2 separate regions of the Mus musculus genome follow, and region 2 is linked to region 1. A link is a contact called in public HiChIP or PLAC-seq data. All regions are on one chromosome and are shown on one strand. The core of a region is the stretch at or near the end of the contact, and the rest is flanking DNA. Distances in the headings are between cores, read along the strand shown. Region 1 has its middle 29 kb from the start of Gm10857. Region 2 has its middle 19 kb from the start of Gm30136.

Evidence for each region. HiChIP or PLAC-seq counts read pairs in DNA pulled down with a chosen protein or histone mark.
Region 2: a contact with region 1 is called in an H3K27ac HiChIP or PLAC-seq map of embryonic stem cells, with 6 read pairs. The contact joins two enhancer-like sites. A contact is called at or near these places in 43 of 484 Hi-C or Micro-C datasets (the AML12 cell line, B cells, the Ba/F3 cell line and 22 more), 8 of 115 datasets of contacts at active chromatin or transcription factors (bone marrow-derived dendritic cells, embryonic stem cells, extraembryonic endoderm stem cells and 1 more) and 4 of 9 other capture datasets (adipose tissue, embryonic stem cells, liver and 1 more).

Annotation. Positions count from the first base shown.
Region 1 is chr2:6,159,879-6,164,665 of GRCm38.p6, forward strand. No RefSeq gene overlaps it. Among named protein-coding and RNA genes, the nearest start is that of Gm10857, 29 kb to the left of the region's middle. Within about 2 kb of position 2,918, at least 136 of the 459 cell types and tissues checked have an H3K27ac peak or open chromatin away from gene starts, as enhancers often do. A contact at or near this core is called in embryonic stem cells, where this site is marked.
Region 2 is chr2:6,058,169-6,062,955 of GRCm38.p6, forward strand. No RefSeq gene overlaps it. Among named protein-coding and RNA genes, the nearest start is that of Gm30136, 19 kb to the right of the region's middle. Within about 2 kb of position 2,028, at least 4 of the 459 cell types and tissues checked have an H3K27ac peak or open chromatin away from gene starts, as enhancers often do. A contact at or near this core is called in embryonic stem cells, where this site is marked.

The DNA of each region.
Region 1 (4,787 bases), core at 1,668-4,167:
CAGCTTCCTGTCCTGGGTTATAATGGCCACTGCAATCTTGCTAATCATTTCCTGCAGTCTGCCCCTCTCTGACTATGATAAATATTAATGTCTATAATTGGCCATTCTTTCCTTTGGGCCCCAGCGTCTGCTAGGAGATAAGTTTACTTGCTTAGCCTTCCTCAGAGATGAACAGGGCTCATTTTCTGTAATGGCATTTTCTAGGTCTGGTTTTTAATCCAGACCTTCCCCCTCTATCCCCTAAAGAGGAGAAACCTACAATTAGAGATGAGCCCTAGAAATTGAAGCTCTTTGTGGTCTCATGGCTTGTCCAAAGTTTGTTTGCTCTTAAGAGCCCTTAGCCCAGGCTTCGAAGGGGTGTGGCAATGTGCTGAGATTATAGTTGAAGTTTTGTTTGAATAAAATATGTACCTTCGTCCCCTAGGTAAAGTATCATAACTCTCTTTGGGTTTTCTTTTTCTATAAAATTATTATTTAAAAAAAAAATTTGTATGTGTATAGGTGTTTTCCCAGTGTGCACCACTTTGTAGACCTGGTGCTAACAGAGTCTAGAAGGGAGCACTGAAGCTCTGGAAGTGGAGGCACAGACAGTTGTGAGCCACCACGGGGGTTCTAGGAGTTGAATCCAGGTCCCCTGAAGAGCAGTCAGTGCTCTTAACTGCTGAGCCATCTTTCCGGCCTCCTTTGGGTTTTTAAAACATTATACCAAAATAAGTTAAATAATTTTGAAACCCTGTTTAACACTTCTGAAGGGGGGCACTTCTGGGTGACCCCCCCCCATCCAGCATGTGGGGACACAAATGTCATCTCTTCAGGACATGGTGAACAGGGGACCACAGAGCATCAAATTTCAAACATCCCCTACACCCACAAGGTGGCTCACAGTCATCTGCAATCCTGCCCCAGGAATCCTCTTCTGGCCTCTTACAGCTCCAGCCACACATGTGGTGCACAGACACACATGCAGGCAAAACACCCATACACATAAGAATAAATCAATCTGGTGGGGTATGGTGGCACATGCCTTTAATCCCAGCACTCAGGAAGCAGAGGTGAGTGGGTCCCTCTGAGTTCTGGACCAGCCAAGGCTGCATACTGATACTCTGTCTCAAAAGAGAAAAACAAAACCCCAAAACAAAGGAAAAGGAAAACTGATCCCTGATCCCACCCCCACTCTCTCATCTTACACACAGGAAACTGATTTCCCAAAGCAGGAGGTGGTTTGCTGAAGCCACACTCTCCGGAGTTACAGGCTGAGCCCTAGTGCCTGTGTCCAGAGGCTCTTGATTTGGATTATTACCACCCACCCCGATTCACCTTTAACCAAGAGTAAGATGACAAACAGCACTCCAAGGTCTTGTTTTTCAGGAACAGCCATTTATTTTTCTCAAATGAAGTAATTTCAGGGAAGCAAACGTTCTTAACAGACAATTACTAGCAGAAAAGAAGTCTTCCCAGCTCTTTAAAGTGCTTTATGCTACCCACCTGAGAAGACACCTCCTGTCTTTCCCTGCCCACAGAGAAGCAGTCCGGGTCAAGTTGGAACCGCAGTGGGTGTGTTCATGCTTCCTATTCCCTCCAGAACTTCCAAGTCTTGTCATCAGTTCCCAAGGGTTGTTGTCTTTGGGTTTTTACTGCTGTAAACAGACACCATGACCAAGAGAAGTCTTATAAAGGACAACATTTAATTGAGGCTGGCTTACAGGTTCAGAGGTTCAGTCTGTTATCATCAAAGCAGGAACATGGTGGCATCCAGGCAGGCATGGTGCAGGAGGAGCTGAGAGTTCTACACCTTCATCTGAAGGCTGCTAGCAAAACACTGGCTTCCAGACAGCTAGGGTAAGGGTCTTAAAACACACACCTACAGTGACACACCTATTTTAACAAGACCACACCTTATAATACTGTCACTCCCTAGCCCAAGCGTATACTATCACATATACTATCACATATACTATCACAGCATTGTAGTGATGTCTTCCCTTCCTTCTGGTTTTTCAAAACCATATTCTCTTTTCTATTGGAGCAGGTAGAGAGCTATTATGTAGCCCTGTCTGTCTTGGAATTCTCCACATAGAACAGCCCGACCTAGAACTCACAGAGATCCATTTGCCTCTGCCACCAGAGTGCTGGGATCTAAGGTATGTGCCACTTTGCCCAGCTTCCAACATAATATTCTGGGGTTGTTCAAGAACTTAAATTCCAAATGTTCAGATTGATTTTGAGGTTTTTATTCCCCCCTCCCCCATCCCACTCCCCCCCCCATCCTACTCCCCCCCCCCCCCCCGGCAGTCAGTTGAGGACCAAAGTATTCCTTTAAAATTCAACCAAGTAGCATTCAGGATCTATAAATCATGGTCTGATCTATCCTGTATGCACCATTGGACATCTGATTAGTGTGATCCATTGTATAGGGGAGTCTCTCTTTCTCTGTGTCTCTGTCAGTGTGTCTGTATCTCTGACTGTGTCTCTGTCTCTGTATGTGTGTAAGGAAGTATGAATGGATGAGAAGAAATTCTGTTTTATATGATGAAGGAACCTGGCAGTTGTCTAACCTCCTTAATCCTTTGCCCTACAAACACACGTGCAAGGACTACCTGAAGAACCAGCTGCATACTTTACAACCCAGTGCAAGATGGGGAGAGAAAGAAAAGGTCAAGGTATCAACTGCGGATCTTTAAACTGCAGGAGGCCCTTCTGAGTGGGCAGATCACATGCTCAGAACATTCAGGTGTGTCTCCTGACACAGCACAGCTCTTAGTGAGATAGCACCCCTTCCCCAGGTGACTGTCTTGCCCAGATGAATGCCCCAATCATTAAAGTCCCTCTCCACAGCCTTCCCCAGTCTTCTCCAGAGACCTGCCCCGCCTCTCTGTGGCTCTGAAGTTCAGCTCCAGTTTCCCCTCCAGCTGGGGAGGTGTGGGTGAGGCCTGCTTCCGTGAGCATAGTAAACACGTCTCTGTCACGGCCTCTCCTGGGCTCCTCCTTCTGTGGTTGGCTAACTTCTTGAACTCCTCTGGGTGTGGCAGGAAGAGCAGAAAGGTCCCTTGAAACCCAGTGGCTGGCAGGAATTCCTGGCATGTGTTTCCTCTCTAGTCAATCCTTTTTGCTTTAGTGAGTTCTGAAGGGTAGATGCAGGTAACTCACCTCCTGGGTAGGGACAAGTGCCAGCCATGAACCCTGCCTCCCTGTTGTTGGCTTGGAAAGACAGACCACGCCGCCAGCTCAGCAGATTTCTTTCTTCCTTCTTCTCATCCCGAGTCTCTTGTTGGCGTGTTTCTGATCAGCGTGAATCATGGGCATTGGTATCATGCCTCGGGGTGCACACAGCCTCTTGGAAGTAAGACTACTTGACTTTGCCTGCCTACCTTTGCTTCAGGTGTGCCAAAAGGCAAGGATAAAGATGCTATTTCCAAGCCTTCCCCGGAGCTCTACCAAGCTGCTCAAGCCCCTTCCTTCCACCGTGTTAGGCAGGGCTAACACTAGAGGGTTATCCTCTGTCTCTGTGGGGAGCGTGGTGGTAAGTGGCCACTTCAAGAGGAAGCCCTCAGCTACTGTGCCTGAGCCTCTTGAACCCTGGGTCTCCCAGGGTTGAGACTGTAAGGCCTTAAGAACTGTGGGGCTACAGCTTTCTCCTGCCCACGAGAGGCAGAATCACAACACACCCTCCATACCTTAACTCTCCAAGTCTGGGGTTTATGCTAATTTACTTGGCAGAAGAAACTTTGTATACCTGATTGGGTGACAGCTCCTGGGGTAAGGAGGCTACCTGGGTTATGCGGGCAGGTCTAATACAATCCCGAGACTATTATCAAGAGGGGGCAGGAGGGTCAGGATGGAGAGAACAAGATGGGACCAGGAAACAGAAGCCAGAATGACGCAAGTGCCAATTGACTCTTAAGTGAAAGAATGCTGGTAGTGTCTAGAAGCTGGTCAAGGATGAGCCAAGGAATAGCAAATATTTTCCTTGCGTCTTCCAGAAGGAATGTAGCTCTGTCCACACCTTCACAGTGTAGTGAAACCCATTTCACACTCTGACCTCCAGATCTGAAGGGAAGCACATATTTCAGTTGTCAGGTCACTGGGTGTGCAGTCATTTGTCATAGCAGCCAGCAGATGCTAATACGGCCTATATACATCTGTCCATGAGTTTCCTGACTCTTCAGCCGATGATTTCTTTCCCCTTCAAAGGTGTTTTGCTTTAGGGAGCATTAGGCAAGCATCCAAAACATTTAAGAAATCTAAAGTAGCTACGTACTGTTTCCTGCTGAAATTCTACATGACAGTCTAACATAAAAGAGAAGTTCTTTGTTGAAGCTGGGGACCCACAGCAGAGGAGGCAGAGGTGACGTGATGGAGAGGCAGACATTGTGCATATAAGATTTATTGACAACCACACACACACACACTCACAAGCAAATGTGTGTGTGCACCTCTTTAAATTGGGTAGAGTTTAAAGTACTCTCATTATGAATGAGGTGTGTCGGTATATTTTATTTGGAGTGCTTTGTGTGATATGAAAGAATAGAACTCATCTTCAAACAACTTCTTTTCCTTTCAAGATTCTCATTTCAAATCTCTTCCTATCTGGAAACTTAAGCAGACAGCTCATGTCCCTTCCTTCCACATTGGTTTTAGGCATAACTAGTTTTTTTCATAGCTATTGGCGTCAGGCTTTGTAGTCTCCTGAGTCCCTGGGGGAAAGTCCCTCATACCGTTTGTTTTCCATGTGATGTTTTTCTGTTAGCCTTAAAGTCCAGTTCTGCAGAGTCTAGACTCTTGAGATG
Region 2 (4,787 bases), core at 778-3,277, 100 kb before region 1:
TTTAGGGGTTAACTTTGCTTAAAGCAACGGCGATTATTATAAGGATAAAGCATGTTCAGGAATCCTTGGACATTAGACAAGTAAGTGCAAGCAGAAATATTCTCTGCTCTTCCCTGTTCATGCTCATGGTAGACTGCTCTTCTTACTGTGATTGTGTCGTTTAAAGGAATGATTTCTTCCAGTTCTGGAAGCTGCGTGTCCACAGCTTGCCAGCGATGGGTTCTCTGGAAGCCTGCCTTTATTTTGCAGAGGCTTCTTCACTGTGTTCTCAAAATGACCTTTTTATGTACAATCTCAATATCTCTCCCCTCTCCTCCCCTCTCCTCCCCTCTCCTCTCCTCCCCTCCCCTCTCCCCTCTCCCCTCTCCCCTCTCTCCCTCTCTCTCTCCTCCCTCTCTCCCCTCTCTCTCTCCTCTCTCCTCTCTCTCCTCTCCTCTCTCCTCTCCTCTCTCCTCTCCCTCTCCTCTCCCTCTCCTCTCCCCCTTTCTCTCTCCTCTCCTCTCTCCTCTCCTCTCCTCTCCTCTCCTCTCCTCTCCTCTCCTCTCCTCTCCTCTCTCTCTCTCCTCTCCTCTCCTCTCCTCTCTCTCTCCTCTCCTCTCTCTCTCCTCTCTCTCTCCTCTCTCTCTCCTCTCTCTCTCCTCTCTCCTCTCCTCTCCCTCTCCACTCCCTCTCCTCTCCCCCTTTCTCTCCCTCTCCTCTCCCTCTCCTCTCCCCCTTTCTCTCTCCTCTCTCTCCTCTCCTCTCCTCTCCTCTCCTCTCCTCTCCTCTCCTCTCCCCCTTTCTCTCTCTCTCCTCTCCTCTTCCTCTCCTCTCCCCCTCCCCCTCCCCCTCTCCTCTCCTTCTCTCCCTCTCCTCCTCTCCCTCTCCCCCTCCCCCTCCCCCCTCCCCCTCTCCCTCTCCTCCTCTCACACAGCCCAATCTATGGAACTGGTTTGTAACAAAAGATTGAGCCCGACATATCTTTAATCCCAGCACTCAAGAGGCAGAGACAAGCATAGCTCTGTGAATTTGAGGCCAGCCTGGTCTACAAAGCAAGTTCCAGGACAGCCAGGGCTGTTACTCAGAGAAACCCTGTCTCAAAAAGCCAAAAAATAAGTAGGTAGATAAAATCATCGTGAATTTCTGATCCTCCCAGACGCATACATCATCATGGTGCCATTCTGTCATCATTCTGGGTTTCTGCAGCACTGAGAATCTCATCCATTTTACATACACACTCTACCAGCTGAACCTCTTCCCCAGTCCTGTCTTTGCCAACAGTGCTCAAACATCTAAAGGGTTTGTTTTGATCTGAGACACTCCCTATAGCTCAGGCTGGCCTTGAACTCAAGGCACGTGCCATCACACCTAGCATTTCCATGTATAGAGACTAACTTAATGGACTGCACACAAGTGTAAACTATCCAAGGGACTCTGGCCAGGCTTGGCTAAAACAGCATCTGTAATCTGATCCCTGTGACTACCCAAAAAAGGATGCCTTCTACAATCTAACTAACTCAAAAATATAGCTAACTCAAAAATATAGATGCGAAGTTTCCCTAATAGTCTCGTTTCTAACTTTTGTTTTTTCTAGAATTCCCAAATGTTTTTCATAGCAACTCTAAACAACCTTTCATTGTGTATCGATGGGCCTGAGACAATCAGACCGGTGCTTTTGACTTTATGCTAATATAAAATACAGGTAATTTCAAGTTTTGTAAATTCTGTCATGTAAGATGTTTTTTATGTTCCGCTTCACATATGAGTTAGGTTATGCTGTCAGGCTGATGTTAAGATTCATGGATTTATACACATACTCAGAAAAAATGGGAAACAAGGCAAATATTTATTGAATTTGATCTAATATAGCAGGCAGTCTTCTGAGCAGTGGGGGTAGAGAGGAGGGGATTAAAGGGTGCTCCTGCCTACAAGGGATTGATTTGCTATCAAAGACACAGACAACGCAAGCAAGTGGAATGGCATGATGTTCTCCATTACAATGCTTGGGACAGCATTTGACCCATAGGAAGTTCATTTTGTGGTTGTAGCAGTTGCTCACTTCTGCGTGTGGTACCTCTTGCACTGGAATATCTAAACTGCCGGTTTAGCCTTGCTTATCCCTACTTCCCCTCAAGGTCAAGTTAAAAGCTCACTATGGTGTAGTTGTAAGCCGCCTGCTGCCTACATGAACCGGGTACTCCTGAAAGGTGGGCTGGGACGGAAAGAGACTAGACGGGGAGAGAAATAAAGACGCCAAGACAAAAGTACTCTGTTCAAGGCACCTTAAAGTTTACTTAGAGTCTAAGCTTATATAGGGGGTAGGCCCATCCTCACCCCCACCCCCCACCCCCACCCCCCCACCCCCCCACCCCCAGTCCATCCAGGCACCTGGATCCAGCCAGATGTGACAGAACAATAGAGCCATCTAGCTCGGAAGGCTCCACCCCAGGTGGTCTCACCTCAGTGGTGACAAGGTCTGTACCAGCCTGCTTCAGGCTGGGAGAAGCTACACTATGGTAGCACATGACTTCTCCCAGCACGTGGAAGGCTAAGGAAGAAGACTTGAGTCCCAGGCCAGCCTGGTATATCCAGCAAGATGGTCTCTGTCTCTCAATTTATTAAATAGCTTTATTTCAGGCACTACCTCTTTGTTTTGCTTTTTTTGATGTTTTTTGAAATGTTTCTTTGTATAGCCCTGGCTGTTCTGGAACTCTGTAGACCAAGCTGGCCTCTGCCTTTCTAGTGCTGGGATTGTGTGCCACCCACTGCCAGGCCAAGTACTACCACTTCTAGAAAACCTAGCCATTCTCTCTCTTCAGTTTAAGAGGGTAGCTTGCCTCCTTCCCGCCCACCCACTCGCCTATGCTGAGAAGACACAGCACAGCCCATGTGTAGGGAAATAAGATGAGAAATAAGCTGTCTGACTGATGCTCTCCCTCTTTGACTCTGGCTTTTGAGGAAATGTGCTCAATCCTAAAGAGTAGGTATGTCATGCCCGATCGCCTGCTGTCCTCCGTGGCTTGAAAGGGTGGTCTTCCCAGTTCCCAGGTTCCTCCAGCTTCCCGTCCAGTTTACCTTGACTAGTTGAGTTCAAAAATTTGGAAAATAGAAGCAGGTGCACACAGGTCTGTCCCTCCAGTTCACACTCAACGCTGGATGGTGGTGTGGCCATGATGACGTACAGTGTGCTGGCATCAGTGCTAGCAGAAGCGTCTTCATAGACTGTGAACAGCACTCTGGTGCCATGAACTGTGACAGTCAGGCCTCAGAACTAGAACTTGAGGGGAGTCCAAAGGCAAAAGAAATGTGTTCTGTGTTCAGGGGAGCAAAGGAAGAAGCAGGTTGCCAAGGTTACTCGAGGTATGGATTGAGTACCAGCTCCAACACTGTCCTCATAACTTCCGGGAGTTATTGGCCTCAAACCTTCAGCTTTCTCGCCTATAAAATGGGGGACACGTTAGGGTTGTGTGAGGAATAGGATGATGGGCTTGAGACCCATCACAGAGCCTGAGAGACATCAGTATGAGCAGGTGTACCTTCTCCTCTGAGCCTGTGCTTGATATGACGCATGCAGAGTGAGCCTTGATGGTCTCATAAACCAAATATACAGATTCAGGTTTAGACCTGGCAGCCAGAGACGCCTGGGCAGATCCAACCAGCAACTATTCGTCGTAGTTCATAGGAAGCGATGCAAGCAGCAACTACATCCTTTGGATGAAGCTAAGCTGGCCATGCTCTGATTCCTTGTCAACTGAAGAAACAGTGTTCCCATTTCCTCAGAGATCTGCAGACATAAACCTTTTTCTTTTTCTTTTTCTTTTTCTTTTTCTTTTTCTTTTTCTTTTTCTTTTTCTTTTTCTTTTTCCTCTTCTTTTTCCTCTTCTTTTTCTCTTTCTCTTTCTTTCTCTCTCTCTCTCTCTCTCTCTCTCTCTCTTTCTCTCTCTCTTTCTCTCTCTCTTTCTCTTTTTCTTTTTCCTTTTCTTTTTCTGTGCACATCTTCACTACCCAATAACGGAGGCTGATAGTTACATGAATATTATGGAGAAATATGTAATGTTGTCCAGTTTACGATTTCCATATTTACAAAGGTCCTGGCACTTTTTTTTCCTGAGCTCTCCAAAGTACCAGGCAAGAATGGTCTGTTGTGGGGCTAGACAGCTCAGCAGGTAATGGCATTTGTTGCCGGGCCTGAGAACCAGAATTCACTCCCTGGCACCCAGGTGGTGGGAGGAAAGAACCTATTTCTGGAAATTGTCTTCTGACCGCCATGCATGCATTGTGATATATCCCCTCATACAATACATACATGTGACATATCCCCTCATACAATACATACATGTGATATATCCCCTCATACAACACCCCCACATGCATCACAAATAAATAATAAATTAATCATAAAAAAATTTAAAATGGGACTAATAGTCCAAATCACTTTGGGTTGTTTTTTTTTTTCTTCTTCTTCTTCTGAGAGAACTCATGATTCCAAGATGCATCTTAAAAGGCTGGATCCTTGAAACCCCACGGGCTAGAGGCCTTTTCTTTCAGTAGATAGTGGACCAGTAAAAATGCTCAAATATCTAGAAATTGTGAAGGTAGGGCTTTACCAGGCTTCCTTGAGAAGAGTTGGCAAATAATTAGAAATAAAGAGGAAAAAAGAACATAGTTGTAGTCCTTAGTCAATTCTGACCACTTGTGTCTCCAGCACATAGAGGTCTCCATTCAGTGAGAGCATGTTTGTGACATGCTGTCTGGGGGACATTGTATTAACAATTGAGACTGTGAGGACAATTTGTAACCTGACAGGC